Linked DNA regions of Mus musculus: region 2 is linked to region 1. A link is a contact called in public HiChIP or PLAC-seq data. All regions are on one chromosome and are shown on one strand. Each heading gives the region's core, a stretch centred on a gene start, on an enhancer-like site or on the middle of the called end of the contact. The rest is flanking DNA. Distances are from core to core; before and after follow the strand shown.

The links. HiChIP or PLAC-seq counts read pairs in DNA pulled down with a chosen protein or histone mark.
Region 2: a FOXA1 HiChIP or PLAC-seq map of pancreatic cancer cells shows a contact between it and region 1. The contact joins the promoter of Bag6 here to the promoter of Zfp414 in region 1. A contact is called at or near these places in 1 of 39 promoter capture datasets (neutrophils) and 1 of 115 datasets of contacts at active chromatin or transcription factors (pancreatic cancer cells).

Annotation. Positions count from the first base shown.
Region 1 is chr17:33,627,023-33,630,743 of GRCm38.p6, reverse strand. It overlaps Zfp414 (zinc finger protein 414), which reads right to left and starts at 1,652. Exons shown (of 6, transcript NM_026712.3): 1 at 1,528-1,652; 2 at 665-947; 3 at 270-377; 4 at 63-168. The coding sequence starts at 1,530.
Region 2 is chr17:35,133,465-35,137,185 of GRCm38.p6, reverse strand. Bag6 (BCL2-associated athanogene 6) reads right to left here and starts at 1,686. Exons shown (of 26, transcript NM_001372261.1): 1 at 1,558-1,686; 2 at 951-1,071. The coding sequence starts at 1,058.

The DNA.
Region 1 (3,721 bases), core at 403-2,902:
CACACACACTAAGAAGCACTAAAGATCTGGGAATTGAAAGAGGGGGATGGTCAGGCTCTCACTTGAAGTAGCGGTTGGGCTTGTAATGCAGCTTGCCGTGGGCTACCAGCTCCTGCATGCTGGGGAAACTCTCAGTGCAGCTCAGCGCGGAGCATCGGAAGAGTTTGCCTGGTAGGGATAAAGTGCAGATGTGGAGTGGGGTGGTTAAGACTAACTCTGGGGGGGGGGGCTCTGCCTATCTGCTTCACTATCAGCAACCCTCATCTTACCTTCCAGTGACTGTGTGGGTGGGCAGTGGGTACGGAGATGCTGTGCTAGATCACGAACACTGGGGAAACTGAGGCAGCAGCCGGGGCTAGAGCAGGGTATTTGTTTCCCTGCAGGAACGAATGGGTGTCATTACTCTCTTCCTTACTGACCTACCCAAAAGCCTTGATTACTCCCCACCCAGCCACTGTCAGAATAAACTGCCCGGAAGGGCTGGATTGGTTTAGTTCATCTCTGGAGCCACACCTGACATATTGACAAGGTGCTCAGTAAATGGTGAAGACCACCCCCCACCCCACCCCCCCACCCCCGCAATGGGATAAAAGGTGATTCCTTGTCTTGCACCATCTCAGCCCTATCAAAGGCATGTGACTCCCCAGAAAGGTCCACAGATAACCTGGCGGTGGACGGCGTCTGGGCAACCGAAGGTCCTCATTGGTCCCCACGCCTGTGTTGGTTGAGCCAGTCTGGCAACTGTCTGAGGCTGGATAGGCAACTTGCTGCAGAGGTCCTCCATGGTCCCACACTGGTGGCATGGCTGTTGGGTTAGGGCTGGGCTCCTCCACGGAGGAAAAAGTGGCTGGAGCTGCCCCATCTGGAGATGCCACCTCCTTGTCTGGCTCACCGGAGCTGGATTCTACAGTGGTCAGCGTGTCCGAGCTGGGCCTGGATGGTTCCTCCTGGTGCAAGAAGTGGCTAAAATCAGGCTGGGATCCCTAGGTCAGACAGATGCCCTTCTACTACAAAGGTCCACAAGACAGACTCCTTCAACACTCACCAGATATTACCCAGTCATTCCACTTTCTGAGTCACCAGCAAGATACGGGAGATAAGGGCAGACCGAGCTACTGTCTCCTAATTCCAATTGCAGGAGTTATCAGGGATTATGCATAAAAAAGCAGCATTAACATCCCTTCCTCAATTTTGGCAGGAGAGGCACTAGGGGCGGAGGTGTGGCCTAGAGGAGCAACTAGGAAATGCTGGAGGGCCTACAGTGGATCGTGTGATGATGGGGAATACTGGCTAAGCTAGAGCTGAGCAGATAGACGCTCTGAGCCAATACGTGTTAAATTTAGGGACTGAACTCTAGGAGAGTGGGTGTGGCCCGGCCTTCAGGGCTGGACGAAAGCTAAGTGACAGTCAGAGGCGGGCGGGGACCCGGATGTGGGGGCGGGGTCAGCTGGAGGGGGGCGCGCGGCAGGACCGTTCCCTGTCAGTCCCGCTGCTCTTCCGCGTCCGCGTGCGGGGTGCTGCGCTCACCATCCTCTACTCAGTTACACCTCTGGTTCCCGTGCCTTCGGAGGCTCTGGCTCCAGCAGGGGCGTCTTCCTCGGCGACACGGTCTCTCGCTCACATCGGCGCCATTTTCCCGCTTCTCAGATCTCGCGAGACATGGGGTGTGGCCTAATTCTGGGCGCTTCTCTAGAAGGAGGGGCCTGAGACTACACTGCAGCTCTTATACAGAAACAGAGAAGGTCTGCTTTTGATTGGTCTTAAATTTCAGAGAAAACTGACAAAAGCTCTTCCCCTCCCCACTTTTATAGCCCAGGTTGGCCTTACACAGAAGTTGACCTTGAACTTAGATGCCAATACACCAGGTTTTAGGTGGTACTGAGTATCAAACCCAGAGTTTTCATATATGCTAGGCAAACTCTCTACAAAGCAAGCCACATCCTTAGCTCTGTACACATACACGTACAAATGAATATGTATATGCACAGATGTGAGCAGGTAAGAGCGGAGGTCCAAGGTAGACATTGTCTTCCTTCATTGCTCTCCACTTCATTCACTGAGGCAACATCTCTCACTGAAGTTGGAGCTCACCAGTTCCCACCTAGCTAGCTAACTTACTTGTCAGAAGATTCCTGTGTCCACCTCCAAAGGGCCCTGATTACAGGAAGCTGCTATGCCTCACAGGGAGGGCTAGAGATCCAAACTCTTTCTCATTTACATGATTGTGGGTTTGAACCCTGGTCCCTTGTGTCTGCACAGACCCATCTTCCTAGCAAGCACCATAAAATTTTCAGCACATCCAGTGTGCAGCAAGTACGAATCTGTTGTAATAGCCCAATGTGAGAAACACTCTAACTAATGGATCTTCAGGAACAAGCAAATTCCACAGGTCGAGAGGTGTGAAAATGAATCCCAAGTGCACTACTACTGAGAGGTCGCCTGCCCACCCTACTTTCCTTAAGTGCATCCTATGTGCCAGGAACTTAGTACTGCTCTTGGGAGTCTCTAGTCAACCAAGAAAATGGAGAGACAATAAATCAACAACAGCAGAAAAATGATCTTGGATCTATCCTAGGAGATAAGAAAACAAACAAAACTGATGTGAAATGAGGAGTCAGGGAAGCCTGTCTAAGGGGGTGACTTGAGCTGTGCCTTGATGCCTACAGAAGCAGAGCACTACAGCAAGCTGGCGCAGATGTCCTGAGCTGGCAAAGAGCAAGCTCCCCTTTCGTAAGCAAGGGCGAGACCTCTGCACTATTGAAACAGAATAAAGATGTTGGTATGGAGGTCAGAAAGAGAACTTGGGTGAGTCCTGTAGGGCTTCCTTTCTTCCTTCCTTTCTTTCTTTCTTTCTTTCTTTCTTTCTTTCTTTCTTTCTTTCTTTCTTTTGTTTTGTTTTTTCGAGACAGGGTTTCTCTGTGTAGCCCTGGCTGGAACTCACTCTGTAGATCAGGCTGGCCTCGAACTCAGAAATCTGCCTGCCTCTGCCTCCCGAGTGCTGGGATTAAAGGCGTGCGCCACCACGCCTGGCTCCTGTAGGACTTTCAAGAGGTGGAAGAGAGAGAAACCATGGTTTCTGAAGTAGTCATTGATGAATGTTTGTTTTTCCATTTTTGTGTATGTGGTTGCATGTATATATGCACACATGTTTGTGGGGTATTTGTTTGCAGGTGCATACTCACATTTGTGGGTACATGTTCACTTTGTGGCTTGTGCATATGGAGGCTGGTGGTTGCAGTGGGGAATAATCCTCCAGGCCTCTTCCTCCTTATTCGATGAGACAGGACCTCAAAATCAAACTCAGAGCTCAACAATATGACTATTCTTGCTCTGGGGATGCACGGTCTCTACTGTCTGAGGCTGAAGCTGCAGGTGGGCCATAGTGCCCACCTGGCATTTACCTGGTATCTGGGGATATGAACTTAGGTCGTCATATTTCTATGGTAGGATCAGTTGTATGACAAGACTTTTTCCAGGGAAACACAAACACTTCTACTCACCTTAGATAAATAACCCATGACAGAGCAAAGTATGAATAACACCAAAGCCACTATAGTGGATCAAGGGTTTTCTTAAGTTACTACAGGGATATAGGCAAGGGGTTACTTACTGAGGGAGAAATGACTCAAAGACATTTGAATCTGCCTTACCAAATTCCACCCCTTAATGGGTGTATTAGTTAGGATTTTACTGTTGTGAACTGACACCATGACCAAGGCAA
Region 2 (3,721 bases), core at 437-2,936, 1.5 Mb before region 1:
TAGGTCCAAGGTTCAGTACCCATCAGAACCACATACATGCAATAAATAAATAAATAAAAATAAGGGAAGGTGGAAAAAAAGAACAAACAAACCAAAAATAGCAATAGCATACAACTGAAATTCCAAGCTTGGAAAGCAGAGACAGGAGGATCATGAGTACAAGACCATCAGTTCTAAGACATTTCACTATGTAAGAAAAAAAGGACCAAGCCAAGTCAGATGTGGTCCTCTGTTATAGTGCATATAATCCTAGCACATAGACGACCACATAGACGACGAAGGCACAGTGGTCAGAGGCCAAAGTTAGCCTGGGCTATAGGAGATCCTGTGCCCACCTCCCGGAAAGACATTAAGTAATTCTTGGTAGGGCCAAATTAACTATCACATGTACCTACAGACAAAAGTCTATGTGGCTTTTTAAATATCTGCTTTAAAAACCACAAAAATGACCTCCTCATGGTGGTTGTCTCAAAGAATTATGCAGTGGCCACAGTGCACTAAGGTCAGGAGGCTCAAACCATGCCTCAGCTATTGACAAGTCTACTTCACAGTGGATGAAAGCAGGTTTCCTTAATCTTATAAAAATAGTACCAAGCTGTGAACACTCTGTTTAAAAAAAAAAAAAAAAAACCCACACCAAACTTGTCTGAGGTCCCTGTGACACACCATTCTTGTCCAAGGTGCCCCCTGTGTTGTGTCTGGTCCCAAAGGCCAGAGTCATGTCTGTCTCTTTGGGCTGGGGTCTGCACAGAACAGGTATAGATCCCTCCTCTCTACTTTCCTCTTCACTGAGTTCTGTCAAAGTGAAGACAGACTCCAAATCGGCCTCACTCAACAGTAACCACATCCCCTCACTCAATAGGTACATCAGATGTCCTATCCAGTAAGGGACAAAAGAGTCAATGACAAGAAAATCAGGCGCATCCTTCTACAAAGTACTGGTGTCTCACCTGGGCCCCCACAATAAAAGTCCGAGTCTGAGAGTCCAGGGTCTTCACCAGTACCTCCAGGCTGTCAGGCTCCTCCATAGCGGTACTGGCACTATCACTCGGCTCCATGGCCGACAGCTCTCTAAAGAAGAACGAGGGGGGGGGGTTCGCTGTCGGTCGCACTGTATTTTATACACCCGGAAGCCTCTCTGGACCCAATCTCCGCCCCAATCCCTTCAAAGTTTCTCATACACAAGCAGATATATTCATCCTCCTTCTCATCCCCCCTTTTTGATTCGGGGGCACAGGAACAGAAACACAAAGGGTAGGAGATCGACGGCATAGGGAGATGAAGGACGAGAGGTGGGAGGGGCTCCACCATGCCAATCACAATAGGGAGAGCCAGTTGGGCTAGGAATCAGGGAAGCAAGCACGAGACCGACCAGAGGCCAGTGTCATCACCGGTCGCGACCGAGCAAGCGCCCGAGAGATCGGGAAATCCTAGGACAACGCGAGGGGTGGGGGGAGGGTCGCGCTAGACTCGGCAGAGAAAAGTGGCTTCGCGCACGCGCAGCACCACAATCGAACCCGCCTAAATCACCACCGACCCAAGACCGCGGACACTCACGGGAGGCTGGACGGGCTCGCTGACCGCCCCCGCCTTCCGCCTCCGCCTCTCCTCGGTATTCCAGCAACACGACTTAACCAACACGCGACCAAACACATACAAACACACATACACAGCCCACCACCCTGTGGCTCCGCCCCCGACGTCCCCACGGTACCGTCACTTCCGGTCTCCCCCAACCTGGCACCAAGGGCCACTTCCGTTTCCCCGATCGTATTTGGGGGGATCTCGAGGCGGTACTTCCGGCTCCCCCAGTCTCCCCCGATTTACTTTCGTGGGGCACGATGAGAAAGTCCACAGCCCCGAACAGTGAGTTTCTGGGGGGCGAGACGGGCCCGGGCCGGCCGAGATGGGAGGGAGCCGACCACCCGGAGGAGCCGCCGCCGCCGCCGTCGTCGCCCGGGGGACCGCACTGCGCCTGCGTGAGCGGCGCCACGCGTGCGCACACTCTAAGTACTTCCCCGCCCCCCTCCGGCTATGTGCGTTTCTTCCCTGCGCGCGCCAGAGTGCAACCGGACCGGGGTGGCTACTGGAAACGCCTAAAGAAAAATGACTGAGTGAGATGCTGTAATTTCCTCGAGAAAAATTGTGAGACTTGTGTGGAGTGCACCTCGTTAATCAACGTCCCATCTTGATGGTCAGAGACGTTTACAGGCACAATTCTAACTACCTAAAACTCTGCAAGACCTCTGGTCCTCCCATCATTTCTGTTCTTCCGGAAGCCACTCTTTTTCGTGGACGGCTGGTGGCGTTCCGCGGGCTGTGTTTGCTTGTGCCCGACTCTAGTTCCTGGCGGGATTAGGCCGGTTGGGCTCTTTGCAGACTTTGAGCATCCTGTTTATTGAGATCTCCGAGGGAGTGCCATGTTTAAGGATAAAAAAAAATTCTATTGCATTTTTTGGTTTTGAGACATTTCTGCTGCTTTTTAAGAGCTTTGTAGAAAAAAAGAAAGAAAAGAGAACGGGTGCCTTGCGGATCAGATTAAAGGACAAGACTTTAAGAAGGGACCAAGGGAATGGAGAGATGGCTCAAGAGATGAAGAGCACTGTCTGCTCTTCCAGAGGTCCTGAGTTCAATTCCCAGCAACTACATGGTGGCTCACAACCATCCGTAATGAGATCTGACACCCTCTTCTGGTGTGTCTGAAGACAGCGACAGTGTACTCACATACATAAAATAAATAAATCTTTAAAAAAGGAAAAGAAAAGCCGGGCGTGGTGGTGCACACCTTTAATCCCAGCACTTGGGAGGCAGAGGCAGGCGGATTTCTGAGTTCGAGGCCAGCCTGGTCTACAAAGTGAGTTCAAGGACAGCCAGGGCTACACAGAGAAACCCTGTCTCAAAAACAAACAAATAAAATAAAATAAATAAAATAAAATAAAATAAAATAGAAAAGAAAAGAAGGAAGAAAAAGAAAGGGGATTGAAAGGCCCACCGCCAAGGGAGTTGAACGGTTAAGTTTTTCTCTCTCTGCATTCTTCCCCACTTATTCTTAGATGCCAGTACTGATGAGACTTCCAGTAAGCATTGTATGATGAGACTTTTACATGCTGTCTCACTGTTACCCTGAATTGCCTGGAACTCATAAGGACAATGTTCCCCCCACCACCACCCAGTGCAGGGTTGTGTGTCACTCTAATAGACTATATTTACGTTTTGAATTTTTTTTTTCCAAGATAGGATTTCACTATGTAAGTCTGGATGTCCTGTAACTCACAGAAACCCACCTGCCTCTGCATCCCAGATGCTGGGATAATAGAAGTTAAATATTTTTAAAAATACTTTTCGGGGATGGAGGAGGGGTGTATGGCCTGCGTCTGCAACAGCACAGTGCAAATGTGGAGATCCGAGGGAAATGTGGTGTCCTCTCACTGTGTGGGGACCAGGGGATCTTCAGCTTGGGTTGCCATCTGCCAAGTACCCTCACTGCTGAGCCACTTCCCCAGTCCCACATTTAGTATTTTATTATAAAAATTTCTGCCGGGCGGTGGTGGCGCATGCCTTTAATCCCAGCATGTGGGAGGCAGAGGCAGGCGGATTTCTGAGTTCAAGGCCAGCCTGGTCTACAGAGTGAGTGCTAGGACAGCCAGGGCTACACAGAGAAACTCTGTCTCAAAAAAACAAAAATAAAGCCGGGCGTGGTGGTGCACACCTTTAATCCCAG